Regions from separate parts of the Rattus norvegicus genome. Here region 1 is linked to region 2. Evidence: chromatin contacts called from public Hi-C data. All regions are on one chromosome and are shown on one strand. Each heading gives the region's core, a stretch centred on a gene start, on an enhancer-like site or on the middle of the called end of the contact. The rest is flanking DNA. Distances are from core to core; before and after follow the strand shown. Region 1 has its middle 440 kb from the start of Kcnj2. Region 2 holds the start of Kcnj2 (potassium inwardly-rectifying channel, subfamily J, member 2).

The links. Hi-C and Micro-C count contacts between places; a contact is called where the count stands out from the background.
Region 1: a Hi-C map of Schwann cells shows a contact between it and region 2, with 8 times the contacts expected there. The contact joins the enhancer-like site here to the promoter of Kcnj2 in region 2. A contact is called at or near these places in 3 of 12 Hi-C or Micro-C datasets (Schwann cells, frontal cortex and mammary epithelial cells).

Annotation. Positions count from the first base shown.
Region 1 is chr10:96,995,101-97,000,678 of GRCr8, reverse strand. No RefSeq gene overlaps it. Among named protein-coding and RNA genes, the nearest start is that of Kcnj2, 440 kb to the right of the region's middle. Within about 2 kb of position 3,933, at least 32 of the 93 cell types and tissues checked have an H3K27ac peak or open chromatin away from gene starts, as enhancers often do.
Region 2 is chr10:96,558,696-96,564,194 of GRCr8, reverse strand. Kcnj2 (potassium inwardly-rectifying channel, subfamily J, member 2) reads right to left here and starts at 3,970. Exons shown (of 2, transcript NM_017296.2): 1 at 3,790-3,970. It overlaps LOC120095206 (a long non-coding RNA gene), which reads left to right and starts at 4,008. Exons shown (of 2, transcript XR_005490516.2): 1 at 4,008-4,238; 2 at 4,342-5,499.

The DNA of each region.
Region 1 (5,578 bases), core at 2,684-5,183, 440 kb before region 2:
GGCCTGGAGTCATGTAGGTCCAGGTTTAAAGACTACCAAGGAGGAAGAAATAGTCGTGTCGTATGTGAAAATTACCTCGTGGGGCTCAGACCCACCAGGGCAAGGAACTAGGAGGCAGCACCCAGCTAAGAGTAGTCAACAGCGTCGACATGGAGACCTTGGCTTGAAGAGTCCACATTGATCTTCCTCTGAAGAGTGGGAAACAGCACCATAGGAGCCTCGTCTGATGTTTCCACTCAGGTCCATAATTGTGCTCATGGTTCAGAGTTAGACACAGTTCAGTGATGCCTTAGGGCAACCATGACTACACACAAGTGTGTACTACCTACCTCCAGAATGACACATGCTTCTTGATCATCCTGAGCTTTTTTTGGGATCCTGGAGTAGAAATATACCTGGTATGGATCCATACTCATTCAGGAGCTCTCAGAAGGCTAATGCCCCTCATAAGGATAAGGGTGGCAGGAAATGACAGCTTCTCCATTCTCTCTTATTAATAAGCCCAGGGCGTAAAGCTTTTCTGCGGGTCTCAGAGGTCAGATCACTCAGATATCTCGATATGGACCGACTTAAGAGGATGTGTTTATTCTGAGCATTTCTCTTGCTTTCCAAATTGCTCTTCTTGTCCTGCATTCCTGTTATGAAGTCCCGAGTCCCAGTGAGTCATGCATCTTCTGCTGCCTGAGAGCCCAGGTCTAAAGCATCCTCCTTGAGATACAGAGGCCTCTCTGCCAGCACAGAACACTTGCAAATTATCAGCTGCATCCCCTGTTATTCACCCTTCCGATGTTCCACTTCCTACCTCTAAGGTAATAAGCACTTACCTTTTCAGATGGTGCCCACAGGAAGAGGTAAATCCAAAAATGAAAAGTCCCGTCCCACTTCCTGAAATACTGAGGTTGATTCAAACAGCACAGATGAAGGAGGGGAGACGGTTTAAGATTAAATCCATCCCAACTCATGAATTTTATCCAAGCCTGGAAATCCCAATTTTAATTTCAAAACTAAATTGGTTATCTGGATGTTTTTGGAGGGAAGCCTAATACTTATAAGCGGGCAGAAGCACAGGACCAGCTTATGGAGTCATGGAAAGACTATGTTATAGATTCTTGCCAGAAATATAGGTCCGTTGGGTTACTCATCAAATAGGCAGCAGGAAAAGCTGAGTCAGCAATTATCTCTAAAGTTTTGTATATCCGTTAAGTATTCATTAACTACATCCCATTATCAGAATCATGGTGAATAAAGCCATGTATTTATCGAAGCGCAATGTTCACCTAATTACTGTTAGTATCCTTCCTCTTCTAGAGATTTGTATTTTATCAATCATTAACCGAGTCAGGCACTAAGAATCATTACGGCATTATTTGTTAATCAAAGCGGAGCGGATAGAATTCAGACATTAGAGTTAAGGTTGGAAGACATTGAACCCTGGTTACCAGACAAATACAGTGTCCAATCACAAGAGAGCTGTGTAGCTTGCGTATGGACACTTAAATACTCAATCATTTAACTCACATTTTAGAAGTTAAGTGAAATGTTACAGAGGAGGGGCTGAGACAAAAATAGATACTTACATCCAACCAATGGCCTGAAGCCGGGGACCTCTGTGGTTGAATTAGGGAAAGGCTGGAAGAAGTTGAGGAGGACTGTGGCCCCACAGGAAGACCAGCAGTCTCAACAACATGGGCCATCAAGATCTCTCATGTACCAAGGCACCAACCAGGCAGCATACACTAGCTGGTCCGAAGCCCAGGCACATAGACAGCAGAGGATGGCCTGATCTGGCCTCAATGAGAGAAGATGCACCTAACCGCTGAGAGAGGACAGGCCTCAGGGAATGGGGAGGCCTGGTGGGGTGTCAGGTGTTTGGGGGGATGGGGTCATCCTTTTGGAGATGGGGAGGAGGAATGGGATGAGGAACTGTGGGAGGGCAGAACAGGAGGGGTGTAATGACTGGGCTGTAACAAAAAGATTAAAGATAATAAAAAATATGGCTATTTATTTTAATGGTGTTTATATATGATTTCAGGAATGATTGTATGGGATAATTGATTGGGGAGTTCTGCAGAATCCTTACCCGGAGAGCTGAAGAGGAATGTTTGTCCTGTTCTCAGCATTTCTTGGTTGCCTGCAGTTCAGTGTCTAGGGTTGGAGCTTATGAGATTCTCCTTCTGTGTTAGCATATATATTGCTGGTGTCCTTGTTTGGGTCCTATTTGGGCAGCAATATCCATGAGACTTCATGGTCAGCCCCTCTGACCCTTTTAGGACACGACATGACAGCAAACTTCCTTGGTTTCCTGACTCTCACCATCTGCCCCCATCTTCTGCTTCAATCCCTAAGCCACTGGCGAGGGAGTTGTATTTTAGATGGATCAGTCGGATTGAGCCAGGCACCTCGGGATCAGTCCTCATCCTCTGCATTTTAAGAAGTTGTGATTTTCCGTAACGATCTCTTTCTTTTGCAAAGGAAAGTTCCTTCGATAAGAGGTGAGGCCTGCACTTACCTGTGGTCATACAGACAAGTATTTGGAATGCAGTTAGAAATTACCCTCATTTAGTAAAGTGATAGTTGCAGTTTCTTTCCGAGACCCATGACCTCACTAGCCAGGAGAACCTGGTTTCCAGAACCAAGCACAATTTCTTTCTCGTTGAGCGGGCTTTAAGTCTCGTTAAAAAGCTGTTGGTTATCCCCAAGAAATATATACTACTATTGCACTCGTAGGGTTATAGAACATCGCTGGTCATTGTAGTTTATAGGCATAATATCTGGATAGACGGGTTGGTTGTTTTCTTCCCTTGAAAGCTTGCATGAAAACTTCTAGTATTACGAAGGCTAGCCCGAGGGAAGAGACTGAAAAATCAGATCCAGATCAGATCCTCTGGGTCCTATGTACAAAGTACATGGTGTCTTTGGCCATAGGGACTTACCTTGCATTGCTAAGAGGCAATGTAGAAAATAGCTTAGGTGGTGGGAAGTTCAATTAGCGCTGTCCATCCAGTTTAGGGCTAGGACACTGGATGTAGCACCCAGCTAGGTCTTTGAGGTTGGGAAGGCTTCAGTATGTACAAAACGTAGAGGGTCTGGTGGATATTCCAACATTATTAAAGTCCAAATTTCCATTAAAGCCAGAAGTTGTTAACTAGTGAGGGAAAAAAATGTCATTCTGGAAAACACAGAGGACCAACCTTCATATCCCAGGTTTCCTTAGGTGTATTGCTTTCTTTCCTGTGTCAGATAACCAGTAATTCTGGAATCAACCACAGAGATGGAAACTCTATTCACATTTCAGATTCTTTTCCTTCTTTTCTTTTACTTAAATTTTTTTTAAAGAACAAAAAATACTTAATTTTTTAGTTAACTTTTACATAATCAGTCGATTAAAGGAGGAAATTCAGGGACTTAGAGTCACTAGGGAGATGTTCTCTGGTTTTGTAAATTGACATCGCAAAATGCAGTAGGTCAGAGAAGCCATGATAATTATACATTGTAACTTATTAAAACTAGAGGTATAGCAAATGAATAACGTCAGGCGCACAAAAGACACTGGCAACTTGAGAGATGTCACTGCCAAGAGAAAGGAAAGGTTTTATTCACAAGTATCTTGACATCACTTTCTGCTCTCAGGGGTATAGATTTCAATGTTTATCTTTTGTTGGGTCTCCACAAATCATGGATCCTGCCCCAGTGTTTGTTTAATAAAGTTTATTATTTGTACATGAAATTCTCTTAGAATCCACATCCCATGAAGGAGTTCCAGTAGAGAAGCATTGACTTCTTTCAAATGGACCAGAACACCCAAAACAAATGAAAACACTTCTGGTTGGTTTGGCCAACAGATGGCGCCTTTGTGCTGGGGGGAAAGGGTACCCTCCCAAAAGGGAAGTGGTGGCCAGTATCCTGGGTGTGGAGAGCGCAGAGCTCAATTGAAGACCAGTCTCCCTTTTGTCCCTTTATGTGGGAGCGTTTATGCAAAACGAACGACAACACCTTGCACGGCTCTCAGTTCCACGTGTTCTGTTTCCCTTTCACCTGAAAGTTTGACTTTACTCTTCTTATTTCTAACCCGTATTTTGTGAATTGTGGTTCAACGAACGGTTGCTATTAATATACTGCTTTTCTTCTTTCTGTGTTGAAGAGAGCCTGGCGTATTTTTATTGCCATCTCTGTTTTGGCAACGCTAGACAAGTGGTTGAGTGAAGTGTCACCGATTTGGGGGAGAAACAGACATTATGCAGAAGCGTAACACAGTGACTTTTATTCTTGGCGGCTAGCGGTTTATTTCATCGCTCCGGTGCGAAATAAAAGCCGTCGAATTAAAAAAATATAATTAATTCCCTGGTAGTGTGTTTAAAAAGAAAGACCTGTCAGGCGAGCATTTAAATATGCACCGGAGCTTTAGAAGCAGGAGATGAAACCAAAGACCGCTTCTCTCTGTTCATTAAAAATTCACCGTTTTCTCCTTCAGAGCAAGCCTGTAGACTAGTATCTTCTGCCCTGGTCGCTCGCCCTCCCCAGGGCAGTTTAATTTAAGTATATTTTTCTTCTTTGCAGTCCTCCCACGCTGTTGTGTGAAGTGTTGCTATGGGGCAGGAGCAGCTGCCGTGCCTGTCCCCAGAAGTGGCTCGATTCCAACAGTGGGCACAGGCAGTTATGTAAAGATTGGTTTACAAGGTTTCCTAGGAAACTAGTGATACTGGTCCAGTCAGATTGGACATGAAACACGAAAAGACCAAGTTTAACTGTGGACGAACGAACTGCGAGTGGTCATTCCTGTAAGGGTGGGAGGTGACTCTGCCGGCTAAATCCACGGTAGCCCTGCTTCACTTTTATTTTGAAAGCATTATAATATGCTCATATTGGGAAAACATTGAATTTACCCGAACAACAAAAGTAGTCATGTTGAACGGAAGCTCACAGCCTCACTCATTTATCCACAGTGACCTACAATGATTTTGTTCATTAACAAGATAATACCCATAAACTTTTCCAGGCTACCCATAAAAGGCAAAACTGAGTGAAGTTGCAGGTGTATGGTGATTTCAATACGTACCAGGGAACACTGAATCAGGGACGTTCAAAGTTCATCTCATCGCTCACTCACTCCCTTTCACTGGAGTATCAAGTGAAGTTACACTTGGTTCTCCAGTGTCAGATCCTGAGAAAACAGGAAAACCCATGCAGTCTGTCTAATCGGAGGCCCATAGGTTAGGAAAAGAAAGGAGAGGCATTGAAAGACTGATGTGACATGAGGATCCATCCTTGGATGTCTGAAGGCCACTTGGGGACTCTTTTTTAATTAGTGCCCCCTGTGGGAAATTCTAGAATGCCTACTTTAGTATAACAGTTGCTAAATGCTGGAGAAAACTCACTTGGAGTAGGCTTTAAAAATGCCTGTCTAAGCCTGAGAACCATGAAGTCAGCATTCTGTACCGCAATGTGCTGAGTGACTGGACATTTCTATAAACAAACAAACACCAAAAAAAAAAAAAAAAGCCTGTCTAATAGACAAATGCCAGCAGCAAACCACTGAACTGAGAACGGGACCCCCGTTGAAGGAATCAGAGAAAGGACT
Region 2 (5,499 bases), core at 2,721-5,220:
CTTTTCAAACCACCGAATCCATGTCCTCTTCTGAAGTGGGACAATGAAAATGATTAGGAATTGGTTGAGACCTTGGTCAGAGTATTCTAGTTTTGATCACCCCTCCCTCCCCGCCCCAAAGCACATAAATACTGCTCAACCAAGAGGACCATTTTCAGCCAAGCTCACATAGAAATGAGGGGCAATGTATACTGTCTTTGGAAATGCCGCATAACTGTCTTCTGTCTTCTCCACCACATCCAGGTTATAATGAAGATGTACCCCACCTTATTTTTCTTGAGATGAGTCATCTGTGAAAGTTTCACCGTGTATTACATTCTGGCAGCTTTTGACACCTAAATGATGCTGGATTCGAAAATGCCTTTGAATCGCTTTATAAAAAGGAGATCCGGTACCTTCCCAGCCTTCTACCTGCTTCACTGTTTTGCCTACTCTCCCATGAGCAGTGCACTGGACAAAGGGAGAAAGAATCTTATTCCTCAGAGGCCTAGATCGTAGGCTTGGAAAGAAATAATGTAACAGCGCCTTCAGGAGATTTGGCTTACATAATGTCCCCAAATGTTTCACCAACACAAAGACAGCAGCAATCGCAGGTGTGCTTTTTCCTTTAAAACTTTGGAATGGGACAGAGGAGTCCCTTCAAAGAATGTATCTGAGCTCCGATTGACTGTAAATTATTTTACTATAAACCAATGCCAATAAATTCCCTTTGCACTCTTCCAAAGAAGCCTTTCCCTGCATTACCATTAGGGACCATGCACTGACTCTCTCAGATTTTTTCAAACTGACTCCTGCCCCTTTCCACATAAGAACCTTACAACCTTATGACCTCTACAGGCCCAATTAAGGTTTTCCAAATCCTCAACCCTGGGACATCTGTTTGATTTCCACACATCACACAATAGCTGTTTCCTTCGAGTAGCTTTTCCCACTCAGAACCTTTCAAATAGCATGTACTGAGAGGGCTGTCATTGTCTCCTTTCCATTGCTAATGGCTGAACGTGTTCCTCATGCCAGAGCATCCTTTTCAGGATTTACCAGTGCTTCCTGGAAAAGGAAAAATAACTGTTCTTTCTTTTTTTTTCCTTTCCCTCAAAATGGAAAATTTCACCACTTCCAACACATATGCCCCAAACAGAGTAATGTGTGCCTATGTGCACACACGTGACATATGTCCTCGGACTTTTAGGGAGCTGTTCACAATTGCAAACATCTAGAACCTGCTACGGTCTGGCAGGTTAACTGTCTTTAGAGTGCACTTGTCTTTGCTGTTGACAGATCCACATGTCCTGGTGACGTCAAACAAGCAGAAAGTTCCCTGGCCCTCTCCTCCCTCAGTGGGGATCACCGAAACCTCTCGGAAAAGGCCTTCCATGCAGTATTATTCCAAAGAGATGTTCTGAGAAACAGCTAACTCATAATGTATTCAGATACTCTTGCCTCCCTGAAGGCTGTCTAGAGAGCCAATACTGGATTTGGTAGAGGATATAGAAATGCACCCCCTCCCCTTAAAGCAAAAATACGTAAGGATCTAGATCTCTACTCCATGGCCATGAATAATCACTTCAGCCAAGCCACGACCAATGAGGTTGAAAGTATTTCTGGGAAATTGAGAGCCTACATGTGCTGCTGTTCATGATAAGACTATTTATAGGCAGATCCAAAATTAAGCATAAGCAATGGAAAAAACAGTTCAGCGTCTCAATCTTAGGTAGATATTAAAGGAGAGAGAGGGGAGATATGGAGGGATATGCAGGGAGAAATGGAAGAAATAATATATATATATACATACACATATACATATACATATATATGCATATACATATACACACACATACGTATGAATGAAACACCTCCAGTAGGGTTCATGAAAACCAGATAAAGATGCTTGGGAAGAATATATGATAATCAGATAATCACAGTGTCCCACCAGAGGGTTATTGAATCTCAGTGAGAAAATACATTTCTAACTAAAGATAGGAGATAGCAGAAGAAAAGGTGCTGGGTGAGAGAAGACCGCTAATGAGTGCTTGGAGCAGCTATTCCCCAGCTGACGCCATGTAGACCAGCCCCAGAGTGCTCTGGGCACAAGTTGCTATGTGAGTCCTATGGCTGCAGAGCAACCTCTGTGAGACTCAGTAAACAGAAAGGAGGGGGAAGGACAAGTGCAGGGGGGGGAGCAGTGGTAAGACACCCATTTATATCTGTGCGAGTGCTGTCTCTAACGTTGACACACAGCCCTGTTTGTGGCAACTCGAAGCACGTGTACATGCCAAGGGCAGCGTGTGTTTAGTAAATAAGAATTTACATCTTTTATTAAACGTTTTAAAAGGGTACAACCATTCAGGGAAAGATGGGTGGGGTGGGGGTGGGCAAGCTTCTAAACTACTCAGAATTCAAAGAAGGCCACCTAACCAGAGGGTTTTGATAAGGAGTGTGTGAAAGATACTGACTGCTTTGTTTGTTTGTTTAAGTAATTTCACAGAGGTACAAAACAAGATCCTTTACAGATATCAATAATATATACTATATATATATATATAATATATATGGAATACCACAATGTGGAGTGAGAGGCACAAAACAAATTGAGATGACCTTGACCCCAACTGTCACTGTTCCCCCATACTTGAAGTAACCTATCTCTCCTGGGCATCAGGAAGTGTGTGTGTGTGTGTGTGTGTGTGTGTGTGTGTGTGTGTGTGTGTATACGTGCGTGTGCAGTGAAAATAAAAATAAAAGCCCTGGATGTGAGCAAGACAAGGCAGACAAATGTGGTGATAGCTCACAGTGCATGTACAGAGCTGGTTTGCAAAAGGGAATATGAGTGTCTATTAATTATTAATAGGAAGGGACAACAAATAATAAAAGGAGATATTAATTCTCTTCTATGTTTAACCAAAACAGGTTTTCAAGCAACGCCTTTATTTCATGCCAGGTATCTTCGGAGTCTGTGAAGATCTTTGGAATAGACAGCCTCATCCAAGTCTCCACTGACTGACTGAACCAGACAGACATGCGACAACCCATTTCCTATCTTGGTTTCTCCCTCAACTGTCATAGGAGTACACGTTACGAAGCAGTCTTTTTTTCCTCCTAGAATCAAGTTGCTTCGATCATTGCTTCCCTAAAACCACATCGTCTTCAAATGAGGGATTTACACCATTATTACTAAGAACAGCAAAGTACTTAGGGGAGACTGACAGGATGGGAAAGTTTTGCGGTCTTGAGGCTAAAATCCAACTCCGGCTGCTACTCTTTTTTTCCCCCCTTCAGCAAAGGAACTTTGAGACTTGAGATGCTCACTCTCGAATTTTGTGCTGTATTTGTAGCAAGGAAACCCCCTCCCCAAACACTAAGGATCTAGATTAAGTGCTGAGTCTCTCGGTCAGACCAATCTCTAGCCACCTTCTCTTCCTCCCTCTCGACCGCAATAAGAGGAAGAATCCACGCCAGGCTCACGCTTGACTCTAAACCCAATATCTAGCTACAGCTGGTGCATTGGAAGTTATGAGCACAAACAGATGCTGCAGAGAAATCTGTTTCTATTGCTCAACTCTTCCAAGCGTGTCTCAGTATTTTTAGCTCGGAGGATGTTCTGGTGCGCACACAAACTATATAGGCAACGAGCCGGGGCTCCAAAGCTTGCGAGAGGAAAGCAATACAGCGGTCTGACAACTGGACACCTCCGGAGCTGCCGGAGCTGTGACGGTGGCGCAAGTTCATTGCCCTGGACACACACACACACAGACAACCGAGAGAACAGGAAGAAAACACAGAAGCCCTTACCTGTTGCTGGCACAGGATCATGGGGACATGGAGTGGAAGTGGGGGTTACAGAAGCATGTAAGATCCAGTGGTTTTTGTGAAAGAGAGTGAGCCGAAGCAAGTGAGAATTCCCAAGACCCTGCTTGCCGGCGCCGGGAAGGCTGCGCGCTGGCCAGGGCTCCAGTGCGCTCTGCGATAGCCTGGAAGCTTTTGAGGCGGTCCCTGTGATAACCAGCCTTGCTGGCTCCGCCCCCTGCCCACTGCTGACCAATCGGAGCGCACCTGACTGCGCTGCCAACCCGGGGAACCGCCACCAGGAGGAGGAGGATCTTTACACCCGCGGCCCGTGGCTCTGCCAGCCTCGGAACCTGCGGTGGCTTCCTCTACCTCCTCCAGCTGCCTAGCCTGGTCTGAGAGTCCAGCTCTGGGCCAAGGAGGAGGAAGTCGCGGCCCAGAGGGGACAGCAACAGGTGGGAAGCTCAGCCGCCATGCAGCTGCCTAATTGCAGCCTGGCCTTGGGCAAAGCTTCCCACTGGGTTCTCTGAGACCCACACTTCCCGGTTTCTTTCCAAGGCGGAGGCCGGCTGTACGTGTTCAAGTAAGGGCCCGGGAGAGGTGGCAGTGCCTGGGAAAGACGTCTGCAGCAGGGACGGAATGAATGATCACTGGGGTGCGTCTCCCTCTATCCCTTCTCCAGCCTGTAGGCTGTCGAAACCCACAGAGCATTCAGCTGCAGTTCGCGGATAATCTTTATATTAAACCTGGAAAGGCTCCCCCGGACCCGCACTCAATAGCCGGCGAGATTTAGATGTGCTAGCGATTGCTTGTCTGACTGAGCTGTTTCTCCTCGCGAATGGCGGTGAATCACTTACAAACAAAAAAGCTCCTGGACTTCTCCGGGATATGTGGGGGAAGGGAGGGAGCCGCTGGTTCCTCTCTCGCCTTGTCCGCCCTCAATCTTTCTCTCCACCACCGCCCGGCACGCTCTGCTCACGTTAAACCAGAACAATTAGAGGGTAATGAATTCTCCGGAACAGCAACTCCTACAGACTCTCAGCTCTGCCTTCGCCCCAGCGCCTCCCAGTCCTCCTTCCCAGCAACCAGGCAAGAGTACTGCAGACCTTCAAAAGCCAGCCTCGGTTAGCACCTGCATCCTGACAGTTTATAAATGAATTCCCGAGTGACTGTGTGTAAAGCGGGTGTATATTATCTCTGAGTACATTGGGATCATAGCGAAGCTTTGCTTTTAAAAGAACGTGATACGTTTAGGAGTCTTTTCTTGTTTTATCTTCCACGAAGTTTGCAGTCCGGTTTAATGATTATGCTTCAAGCGCCCCCAAAGCATCCTGCCTACCTTTAACTTAAACCCCTGAAGACCTCCTTGAGTCACCAAACAACTTCTACAAAGTATTTCGCATTCTAGGTGGTAGGAGCAGGGCGCGCTTTTCTGTGTAGCAGAGTTGAAAGGAACCTTTCTGAGTTACTGCGTGGATGCCCGCCTCCTCGTCCCACATCCGCACTTGGCCCCTAGGAGGTGCTGGTGAAATGTGCATAGATTTTCGCTTTTGCCTTAAGAAGCCTTCCCCCGCCCCTGCCCCCCCCCTCCAGCATGAGCAAGTCACTTAAGGGGCTCTACAGTAGGTCATGCAAGCCCTAGGACTGTTTTAATATACAAATGGTGTTTCATTTGCTGAGGCTGACTATGTCAAGCCCTGATACTGAGGGTCGCCT